Linked DNA regions of Mus musculus: region 1 is linked to region 2. A link is a contact called in public promoter capture Hi-C data. All regions are on one chromosome and are shown on one strand. The core of a region is the stretch at or near the end of the contact, and the rest is flanking DNA. Distances in the headings are between cores, read along the strand shown.

What was found. Capture Hi-C pulls out chosen DNA fragments and counts their contacts.
Region 1: a contact with region 2 is called in a promoter capture Hi-C map of adipose tissue. The contact joins two enhancer-like sites. A contact is called at or near these places in 1 of 484 Hi-C or Micro-C datasets (macrophages), 4 of 115 datasets of contacts at active chromatin or transcription factors (double positive thymocytes, embryonic stem cells, intestinal crypt epithelium and 1 more) and 3 of 9 other capture datasets (adipose tissue, liver and pancreatic islet).

Annotation. Positions count from the first base shown.
Region 1 is chr2:60,168,809-60,173,642 of GRCm38.p6, forward strand. It overlaps a transcript of Baz2b not described here. Among named protein-coding and RNA genes, the nearest start is that of Marchf7, 39 kb to the right of the region's middle. Within about 2 kb of position 3,198, at least 174 of the 459 cell types and tissues checked have an H3K27ac peak or open chromatin away from gene starts, as enhancers often do. A contact at or near this core is called in adipose tissue and pancreatic islet, where this site is marked.
Region 2 is chr2:60,086,861-60,092,447 of GRCm38.p6, forward strand. The region is part of intron 1 of Baz2b (bromodomain adjacent to zinc finger domain, 2B); the gene reads right to left. Among named protein-coding and RNA genes, the nearest start is that of Gm13570, 9.1 kb to the right of the region's middle. Within about 2 kb of position 2,846, at least 62 of the 459 cell types and tissues checked have an H3K27ac peak or open chromatin away from gene starts, as enhancers often do. A contact at or near this core is called in adipose tissue and pancreatic islet, where this site is marked.

The sequences.
Region 1 (4,834 bases), core at 1,948-4,447, 82 kb after region 2:
ACTTTGAAGAGAAGGTTCCCTCCTTGCACCTTGCTGAGACAAGGTCTCTGGCTGTTTCCACCACTGTGCTGAATGCACACTGCAGGAGAGCCAGCTTTCACAGTTTCAGCCAATTCACCCACGTCTAGCTCCCATCTCGTGGTAGGGATGGTGTTACAGATGTATGCTGCTGCATCCATCTCTTTATGTGGGTTCTGTGGATCAAACTCAGGTTGACAGGCCAGTGTGGCCAGCACCTTTCCCTGCAGAGCCAACTTCCCAGCCCTGGAGCACATACTTTTACTCTGCTCCCAGTTTTAGGGGAAATGCATCTAGTTTTCCCTATTTAGTATGTTGGCTAAGGGTTTGTGCTATTTAGTCATTATTATCCTGGGGTATGTTCCCTCTCTGCCTAGTTTCTTCAGAGCTTTTATGATGAAGGATGTTAAATTCTGTTTGGCCATCTCTTTAAGCCACTGAGGTGATCCTGTGAGTTTGGTCTCTGGTTGTTATTTATGTGCTGAATTAAATTTACTATCATGCACATGCTAAACATTCTCTGACTATCTGGAGTGAAATGAATTTGATGCAAGATTTTTAAAAAATTATTTGCTGATTTCATTTTGCAAGTATCTTATTAAGAATTCTTTTATCTATGTTCATCAGGAAAACTGGTCTTATTTGTTGTTGGTTTTTTTTTCTGGTTTACCAAGATCATGTCAATCCTCATGAAACTCCTCCTGAGTGTTGGGATACAGTGACAAGTCACCACGCCAATATTTGCGGGGTTTTCTTGATACAGAATCTCACCAGTAGTCCAGGTTGGCTTGGAAGTCACTCTGTATCCAAGGCTGGTCTCCAGTTCAGAGAATGTCTCCTGCCTTGGCCTCCCTTGTGCTGAGAAATCTATGGTTAGTATTTGTCTTAGTCACTGTTTTACTGTGTGAAGAGACACCATGGCCAAGGTATGTCTTATAAAAGGAAGCATTTAACTGAGGGCTCGCTCACAGTTTTACAGGGTTACATGACCATCATAGTGGGAAACAGACAGAGACAGTCTGGACCACCAGCTAGGAGCTTTCCATCCTGATCTGCAGGCTACAGGGAGAGAGAAACTCAGAGAGGCAGAGAGTGAGCCTGGGCCTGGCTTAAGCGTTTGAGCCCTCAAAGCACATGAGCAATGACACACTTCCTTCAACAAGGCCACACCTCCTCCAACAAGGCCACACCTCCTCCAACAAGGCCACACCTCCTCCAACAAGGCCACACCTCCTCCAAGGCCACACCTCCTCCAACAAAACCACACTCCCTAATCTTTCTTACAGTTCTACCAATCAGGTCCAAGCATTCAAACATGAACCTATGGAGTCTATTCTCATTCAAACTACCACAGAACCTGTTTCCAACTTCTAATATTATTTCAGTCTATGTGTGCTTTTGCCATTGAGGCATGTTTCTTGCATATAATAAATAGCAGGGAAATTATATTTACTATTTAACTGTGTGTGTGCACATGCGCCTGAGTGTGTGTCTGTGCATCACGTATGTGCAGGAGCCCGGAGAGATCAGAAAAAGATCCCCTGCAACTGGAGACATGGGTAGTTGAGAACTACATGTGGGTAGATCACCAAACTCAGGTCCTCAGCAAAAGCATAAGCGTTCTTAACCACTGAGCCACCTCTCCAGTCCCTGGAAATTATTTTTTAATCCAATCAGGTAGTTTGCATCTTTTGAGAGTTAAGAGCATTTTATGTTATGTTACTATTGAGAAGTATTTGCTGGTTCCTGTAATTCTGTTGATAGTTTTCCTAACTGGGTTAAATACTATTCCATGTTTCTTGTGTGCATCTCCTAGGGGCTCACTGGTATAGTGAGACAGATATGCTGACATCTCTTCTGCCATAAACTTCATTCTTTCCTGGGTCGGTCGATGGATGACTTTCTTCCTCTTCTGTGAATGGCCAGTCCTGGCTGCTGCTTTTTCTTTTATTATTCCTTCCTTCCTTCCTTCCTTCCTTCCTTCCTTCCTTCCTTCCTTCCTTCCTTCTTCTTTCCTTCTTTCAGGGCCTTATATGTCCTTGGTTGGCCTGGAACTTGATTTGTAGATGAAGAAGACCTTGGGTTTCTGATCCTCCTGCCTCCACTTCTTAGGTGCTGAGATCACAGACGTGTGCTCCCTTGCCTAGGTTTATACAGTGCTGCGGATTCCAGAGCCTGGGGCTTCTTAGGCAAACACTTTACCCTGCTTTAGCTCCTGTGTGTAACACTTCTTCAAGCAGGCATTCGCAATGCTCGTGTATTCCTTGTGAATTAATTTAGTTTGTGCTTATACTGGAATTCCATGTCTGGATTGGTTCTCAGAGATAAGTGTGAGACATGGCAGTATTGGTTGTCATTTATTTATTGTTTGCGCTTAAAATGGGTCATTATGTGCTTAGCTGGCTTTATAAACAGGGCATCAGTTTTTACTTGGAACTTACTTCTCGCTGGTGTCCACATCTTTCCCTAGCATCCAGGATTTTTCTGCTATGATTCAGCTGCACATACTTTCAACGCCTTCACTGTGTCTATTAGGGATGTCTGTCTCTCACTCCCTTGACAGAGACAGAATTCTTAAGAATATACTCGATGGTTGTGGTGGTGGTGGAGCACGCCTCTAATCCCAGCACTCAGAGGCAAAAGCAGGTGGATCGCTGAGTTAGAGGCCAGCCTGGTCTACAGATTCCAGGCCAGCCAGGAATACACAGAGAAACCTTGTCTCAAAAAGACCAAAAACAAAAACAAGCACACAAACGAAAAGTTTAGAAATACTTTAAACCTAGTAAAAATCAATTGTTAGAATTGGAATGGCTTCTTCCTAGATCCAGGTCTCCCAGGACTGTGTTTAGGGGAGTGACTGTTGAAGCGTAGTCCTTTGCCATTTTGCCTGCTCTGGCTGTTTTGCCTAGGTTCAAGCCATCCTAGCAGGACTGAAAATGTTTTAAAGATACTTGGGTGCCTTCCCATCATACTATTGAAAACAGTAGTTTCAAGAAATTTGGAATTTTCCAGGGAATTTGATCCTGCGAGAAGAAAAAACCTGGGCACAGTGCCAACCACAGGAGGCGCTTGTCTCTCAGATGGGTATTTACTTCACACAGTCCTGACAGCTAATCACGCCAGTTCACTTCACTGGAGCCAAGCAGTGATGAGCATGACCACACCTTGGCCAGTGTGCTTAGTCATGCACACCCTTGTCTTCCATTTAAGTCTAAGCCTGAGCTGGCAAGCTGGCTCAGTCAGTGACGTGGTTGCCACCCAACCATGAGAACCTAAGTTCAGTTCCTCAGAACCCACATAAAACAAAACAAAACAAAACAAAAGCCTAGGTGTGTGGCGAGATCTTAGACTCCAGGTGTTAAGTGGAGACAGACAGATTCCTGAAGCCTGGCTAGTGACTTAGGGACCTCCAGCTTCAGTGAAAGACCCCATCTCAAAGAATAAAGTGGAGGTGGTGGAGAAAGATATTCCATACCAAGTACCTTCTGGACTGCAAGTGCACATGGACAAGTGCACGCACACACACACACACACACACACACACACACACGCACACAGACAGACAGACAGACAGACAGACACACACACACACACACACTATACAAAAACTCAAGCCAGGAAGCTGAAGATGAATTTGAGGGATGGTTAGTATACCTTTGTTCCTCTTTCCATTCAGTTGTGGCTACATATAATAAATTTCCTTTTTCTGTCTTTAACTATGCTGTGTATGAGTGTTTTAACTGGCCTCTGGAGGTGGGTGGCTGAGCCACGGTGGGGCCAGGCTCTGACCCTAACAACTGTGGTAACAAAGCCAGTCAAGAATCACTTGTCCGTCACACTGCATTCACTATAGATGCCTCCCTTCATTGCACAGCAGAACCCAGTGCTAGTCACACTTAGCTTTGTGGTCTGTGGGGCCAGTAGGTTCTCACTTCCCCTAGACACCACTGTCTTTATGTAGCCTGAATTGGCTAAAGCCCCAGCCAATAGATGTTGTCTGAAGTGTGTCAGAAGCAACCAGCAGAGTTCAGCAGGAGGAGGGAGAACTTGGGAACTCAAACCTCTGTCTGCCAATGTTACTCACAACTTTCCAGTCCCACCCAGTGTAAGAAGCGGAAATGATTACTAAACTGAGGCAAGACAGAGACACTCAGAGCAGAGCAGAGCCCCTTACTCAGAAATCATGTTGATGCCTCTTCCCCTCAGAGATACAAGAATTGCAGCACTATTAACAACTGCTTAGAGCCCTTCTCCCTTCATAGCTATAAACCTGCAATTTCCTAGTAATCTCACCTGAAAGCCATTTATAGGGAAAGGATGTGTCCTAAGCCTGTTGTGTAGCCCTGGTGGCTTCAGAATTTACCTTATGAGACTGAAATTCCATTCAAGTTATGCCCGAATCACCTTATAATATCACTCATCTAAAGAGAGAGAGAGAGAGAAAAGAAAAACAACAAAACAAGGTCTCTTTGCAAACTTGAAGATGTACCTTGCAAACCACCAGAAAGGCATATATGGCCAATGCTGAGACAAGTACAGCGCCCCCTTGAGCCCATACACAAACTTGGCGACTCTGGAGCCCACAGCCATGCTCTCTAGCATGTCTTCTTAGTTTTTTCTGCTGACATGTTTAAAGTCTATATTAAAATATCTTTAATGAAGCAGGGCAGTAGGGGCACATGCCAAATGCCTTTAATCCCAGCACTTAGGAGTCAGAGGCAGGTAGATCTCTGAGTTTGAGGCCAACCTGATCTACAGAGCAAGTTCCAAGATAGCCAGGACTACATAGAGAAACTCTGTCTCGAAAAACCAAAAC
Region 2 (5,587 bases), core at 1,596-4,095:
AACGCTACTATTCTAACCTAAATGAAAAATCCATTTCAGAGGCTGGCCAGGAAGACTAACGGGCAATTATCCAGCCTAACATTGCACAGGCCAAAGAAATAAATACTTAGGATTAAGCTGAACTAGACTGTAGGTACTTTAGACACTTTTTCTATTAAAATAATTTTGTTATGACTAATTAGGAATATTAAACGAATTACTTCTATAGGCTTGGGTTTTTTTCTTCCCCCCTTAGGACTTTAGAATGATGTCATGCTATATAAGAAATCTGGCTTCAGGTTAGCAAGGAATATGTATGTAACTCTGGCCCTTAAATGTGACCTGTTCATGATGTCCTTAGGTGATCCATCAGGACTTCGGTTTACTATACTATAATTAGTAGCTTCACAGGGAAATAGTGAAATTGAGTTAGTTGAAATTGCAAACTATTTTGAGGTACCCAAATAAGAGAAAGGTGTAGGACATAAATAAAATTAATTGCTATGTACATGATGAAACATGCTACTGAAAAACAATCTACGAAAAATATAGGTGAGCCTGAATGACATTATGATCAGTGGAATAAGCCAGTCACAAAGGCAAATGTACTATGACGGTCAAATTCATAGATATGGAAATTAAACAGCTGGGTATGTTTAGTGGGTACAGGGTTTCAGCTGTGAATATGAAATATGTCCTGGTGAGGAACAGGATTATGCTTAAAGCTACTTAATACACATTTAAATGGCTACAATAATAAATTTAATGTTTATGTTGCAACAACAATTTTAATAAGTGTGAAAATCAGGATATAAATCACAAACCAACCTTAAAACCATTATGCTGGTTAGGTTTTTGGCAACTTTACATAGACTAGAATCAAAAATGGAATATCAGGAGCTATTCTATAGACAAGTCTGTGGGACATTTGCATGACTAATGAGGAATGAATGTAGGTAGACTGAGTCCATGGTGGGCAGGGGCACTGTGTGGTCTCTGACTGTGTAAGAAAGCAAAGTGTGTAAGCCACAGGAAGGAAGTAGCAGTCCTCAAAGGTCCTGCTTCCAGTTCCTGCCTCCAGTTCCTGCCTTCGGGTTCTGCCCGATTCCCTGGAACTGTCATAAAGTATTTCCTCCTCAAATTGCTTTTGGTCCTGGTGTTTGTCACAGCAACTGAAAGTACACTACAACAACCTTCTAATTTATTCATTAAAACAATGTCCTAATTTACTCACTTGTTCCTGAACCATTAATTCAATAATTTTCTTATTCTTGGATGTAGTAAATATTTCTGGGTGTTTGTTTTGTTTTGAGGTAAAGGCCGAAGTATAACCTTATTTAAAAACAAAAAACTTGTTTTTAAGGGGGTTAACGCTTTAATCCCCTTGTAGCTCACCACCCACCAGAGATAGTGAAAAAAAAAAAAGAATACAGAGGAAGTGGACCTGCTTAGAAAGATTCTTTGGAGCAACTCCTGTCTGTGTTGTCTGGAAATCAGCAGTTCAGTTCACAGGTCAGCAGGCAGCGGCAGCTCGATCCACTTGCAAACACTTCACAGATACACCAGCAGTCCAGTAACCAGAGTTAGCAACAGCAGTGACACGACCTAGCAGAGCCAGCCAGGCCTCAGCCTCTGCCTCAGCTCAAGTCAGCAGGAGGGACCAACAGGAACGCCAGAAGCTCTGTGCTTCTCTTTGGCAAACAAAGATCAGCAAAGACTGAGCGACCCACAAGTGTAGCACAGCTAGCTTTACCAGCAAGCCAAGCTCTGTCTCCATCACTCTGTGGAGACCTATTTATACCCTCCAAACATCACTTATCCTCCACATGTCTTGCCTCAGCTTGTGCGCCTAATCAGCCCGAGTCTGCAGTCCCAACAACTGGAACTCAACTACGCAATGTAAGGCAGACCAATACATGCCTGTCATTAGCAAAGAATCCTTCACCGCGTGCCCTTTCATGGGCTTGCTTTCACAGAACTACCTGTCTCCTGTGTCTGCTTCAGCGAAATGTTCCTTCATGAGTCTGCCTTAGCCTTTCACACTTGTGTCCACTTTAACAAAACGTTCCTTCTCAAGTTTGCCCCAGCAAAACACATCCAACCAACTTTCCAAAGAGCCCTTAAGTTTCCACTTGACTAACGCTCACAGCCCTTCAGAGTGCTGGGACTACAGGCATGCACCATCATGCCTGGCTAGTGAGTACTGACTGTCTATGTGACCCTGCTGGACCTGTAGCAGGCACAAGACGAGTCTGTCTTTATAAAGTTTACAGTCTAAGTATGATGCTGAATAACAAGGACAGGGAGGAATGGCAAGGAAGGCAAATCTTGTGACCAGGACAAAGCCAGGATGAGGAGATGAACACACGCCATGGCTTCCGCGTGGGAAGTCCTGGGGTTTTTAAAAACAACAAAAATAAATATAATATAATATAATACCAGAAAGTGCGGGGCTGGTATAGAGGAAGTTGAAACTGTAGAAAAGGGAAGCAGAGATCACAGAAGACCAGGAAAGCCCCAACAAATGGATTGGATAGACTCCCGCTCCCAGACGGTATGCTTGACTAAGAATGGTGAGCCTGGCTTTATTGCCCTTTCAGAGTCACTCTAACCACTGGAAAGAACTTCGAAGTCGGGGATAGGACAGGAAAATCAAAACACAGACTAAGTTAGGGGCTCAACTATCACCGGTGTGGGGCAATTGTTGGGATCTGGTCTCTGAAAGGCAAGATGAAAGGTTCATAGTGCAGAATAATTTAAGCAGCTTTGAGGCTCTAGGCTCAATGGGCAGTTGGGAGGAAAGGGGCAGGAACCAAGGACATTACAGTGCCCAGCACTGCGGAGCAGAACGCTGGAGAGGGATCACCGAACCGGAAGTGACGCAGGGGGAGTTGTAAGAATGGAGGGCTCCGTTTTCACAAAGCTAAATAATAAAGTGAAGGGTCACAGGAAAGGCAGCAGGACAAACATGTTTTAAAACAACGCTGCTGGGAAAGCACTAGAGAGCTGAATTCAGCAAGCAAATTTTAATAGTACCCACGCCTGCAAGGTTTTTCCTGGAATCATGAGGACAAAGGCATGTGCAAGGTAACAAAGCAGAAAAGGTCCAAGATGCAGCAGCATACACGAACCTCTGTAAGAGAGTCCCCGTGAAGGAGTGCAGAGGGGGCACTGCAACCTGCAGGAGATGATATCAAACGCCTGCATTTAGTGAACCAGGGCAGCACATCTGTCTGCTGAGGAAAACGATGATGCAAAGCTACAGAAGCATGGTTAATTATTAATAAGCACCTAATAAATACACGAAACTGTCCTGGCGGCTGGAAAATAAATGAATAGAAGATGTGGCTAGTTAAAGGGTTATTTGAGAACTACTGAGAATCTGAGGAGAATATACTACATATAGATAACTAAATTAAAATTTCTTTGGAGACATTATTTTATAATAAAGGCTGTCATGTTGAAAATATTATGTAATGATGTCTCTCATGAGATGAAAACAATGTCCTTCTAAGTGATCCACACACAGCTGTGGGGGATAAAAAGAACGCCACGCACAGCTTTTACTTGGCTGCATACAGTGGGATTTAGATAGGATGCACACCAGACAGGCAGTGATGCATGCAATTAAGAATGACAAGCAGCTCCCTGCCTTTCCCTTTGTCCTCCTCTTATTGACCCATTGCTACGTGTCGATTTTCCTCCTCCCCTGATTCTGTAACTCAGCAAATAGTCAAAGAGCACGTCATTCTTCTAGCAGGCAAGTCTTCTCGGGCTTCTAGGCTCCCCTCTGCTGCATACAACTTCCACCATGTTTCCTTGACTCTAAAAAAAGTTAAAAATTTGGAAACTATAAGAATGATGGGGGAAGGGGGTGGCTGAAGAGATGGCTCAGTGCTGGAAGAGCGCTGACTGCTCTTCCAGAGGTCCTGAGTTCAATTCCCAGCAACCACATGGTGGCTCACAACCATCTGTAATGGGATTTGATGCCCTCTTCTGGTGTGTCTGAAGACAGCAACAGTGTACTCAGATACACAAAATAAATAAATTAATTAAAACAAAACAAAAAGAATGATTGGGGCTGTCGAGATAGCTCAGCAAGTAAGAGCACTGATTGCTCTTCCAAAGGTCCTGAGTTCAAATCCCAGCAACCACATGCTGGCTCACAACCACCCGTAATGAGAGCTGACACCCTCTTCTGGTGCGTCTGAAGAAAGCTATAGTGTACTTATGCATAATAAATCTTCGGGCCAGAGCAAGCAAGAACTAAGTGAGCAGAGTTGACAGGAGCAAGCAGAGGTCCTAAAAATTTAATTCCTAACAACCACATGAAGGCTCACAACCATCTTTACAGCTACAGTGTACTCATATACATAAAATTTTAAAAAATCTTTTAAAAATTAAAAATAAAAATAATCACCTAATTACATATTAGTACAAAGCTAATTTAGGTACCTTACTCAAATTCACATTTACATTTTTCCTTGTAATTATGAGATTCTTTTGCACTTAGTATATCTTTATATTTTGCCCTGAGCTATCAGATAGGAGGCAATTTACAAAGGTTCATAATATATAAAATAAAGAGAGCTGAAGAAGTTGAGAGAAAATAAGATGAAGACAAAATAATGTTGGTATCAAAGACGATGTCACGGTAACCTATGTCCTGGCGACTAGCGTGTGCCTTTACATGTCCCATAGTCAATGCAAAGACACAGCGGGCAGTGCGGCCTCCATGTTAATGTTATTTGCCACACTTATTGTGGGGACAGGACAAACATCTTAAAAGCACATGATACAAGCATGCATTTTGGTGTCAGATGATTTAACTTCTGTCAGGGAATCAATGGTCCAATGCTTGAGCACTTTAGTGCCAGAATGGCATGTTTCAGCTATGATGCCCATCACCATAAATCAAGGATAAGATCTGAAATATCCAGTATGCTATGTGCTTTAATTTTTAAAGTCACGATGTCTTTTGCTGAAATAAATATCCACCTTTTTCCATGCGCGTTGGTGCACACCTTTAATCCTAGCACTCGGGAGGCAGAGGCAGCTGGATCTCTGAGAGTTTGAGGCCAGCCTGGTCTACAAAGGGAGTTCCAGGACAGCCAGGCTGTTCTACAGAGAAACCCTGTCTCAAAAAACCAAATTCACCTTTTAATTGGTTCAGAGTGGGATTCGGGAGGGTTGTAGTTCACACTGATGTATGATCATCACAGTTAATTCCATGTTATTGTATCTACTCCCCACCATAAGAAACACCACGGGGTTAAAGCAGCAGTCCCCTACGCTTCCTGTTGCCCCTGATAAATCCTCTTGCCCTCACACACTAGATATATTGTCCTGTTAATGAGCAAATGATACTTACAGAAAGGCAACAAAAACTTCAAACCATCAGAAAAAAATATTAAATACCAAGATATCAAAACAGGCTGCATCACGTGAAAAACTATCAAAATCAATAGATTACAGACTGAGAAGCAATAACATACTACTTATTTGTCCTCACTTAACAAAGGTAGACAACAAAAGTGCCTCCCAGATAAACTAAATACTGGAAATCATTTTATTTATATAAAGTTATCTGTAAGCTACATAAATTAAG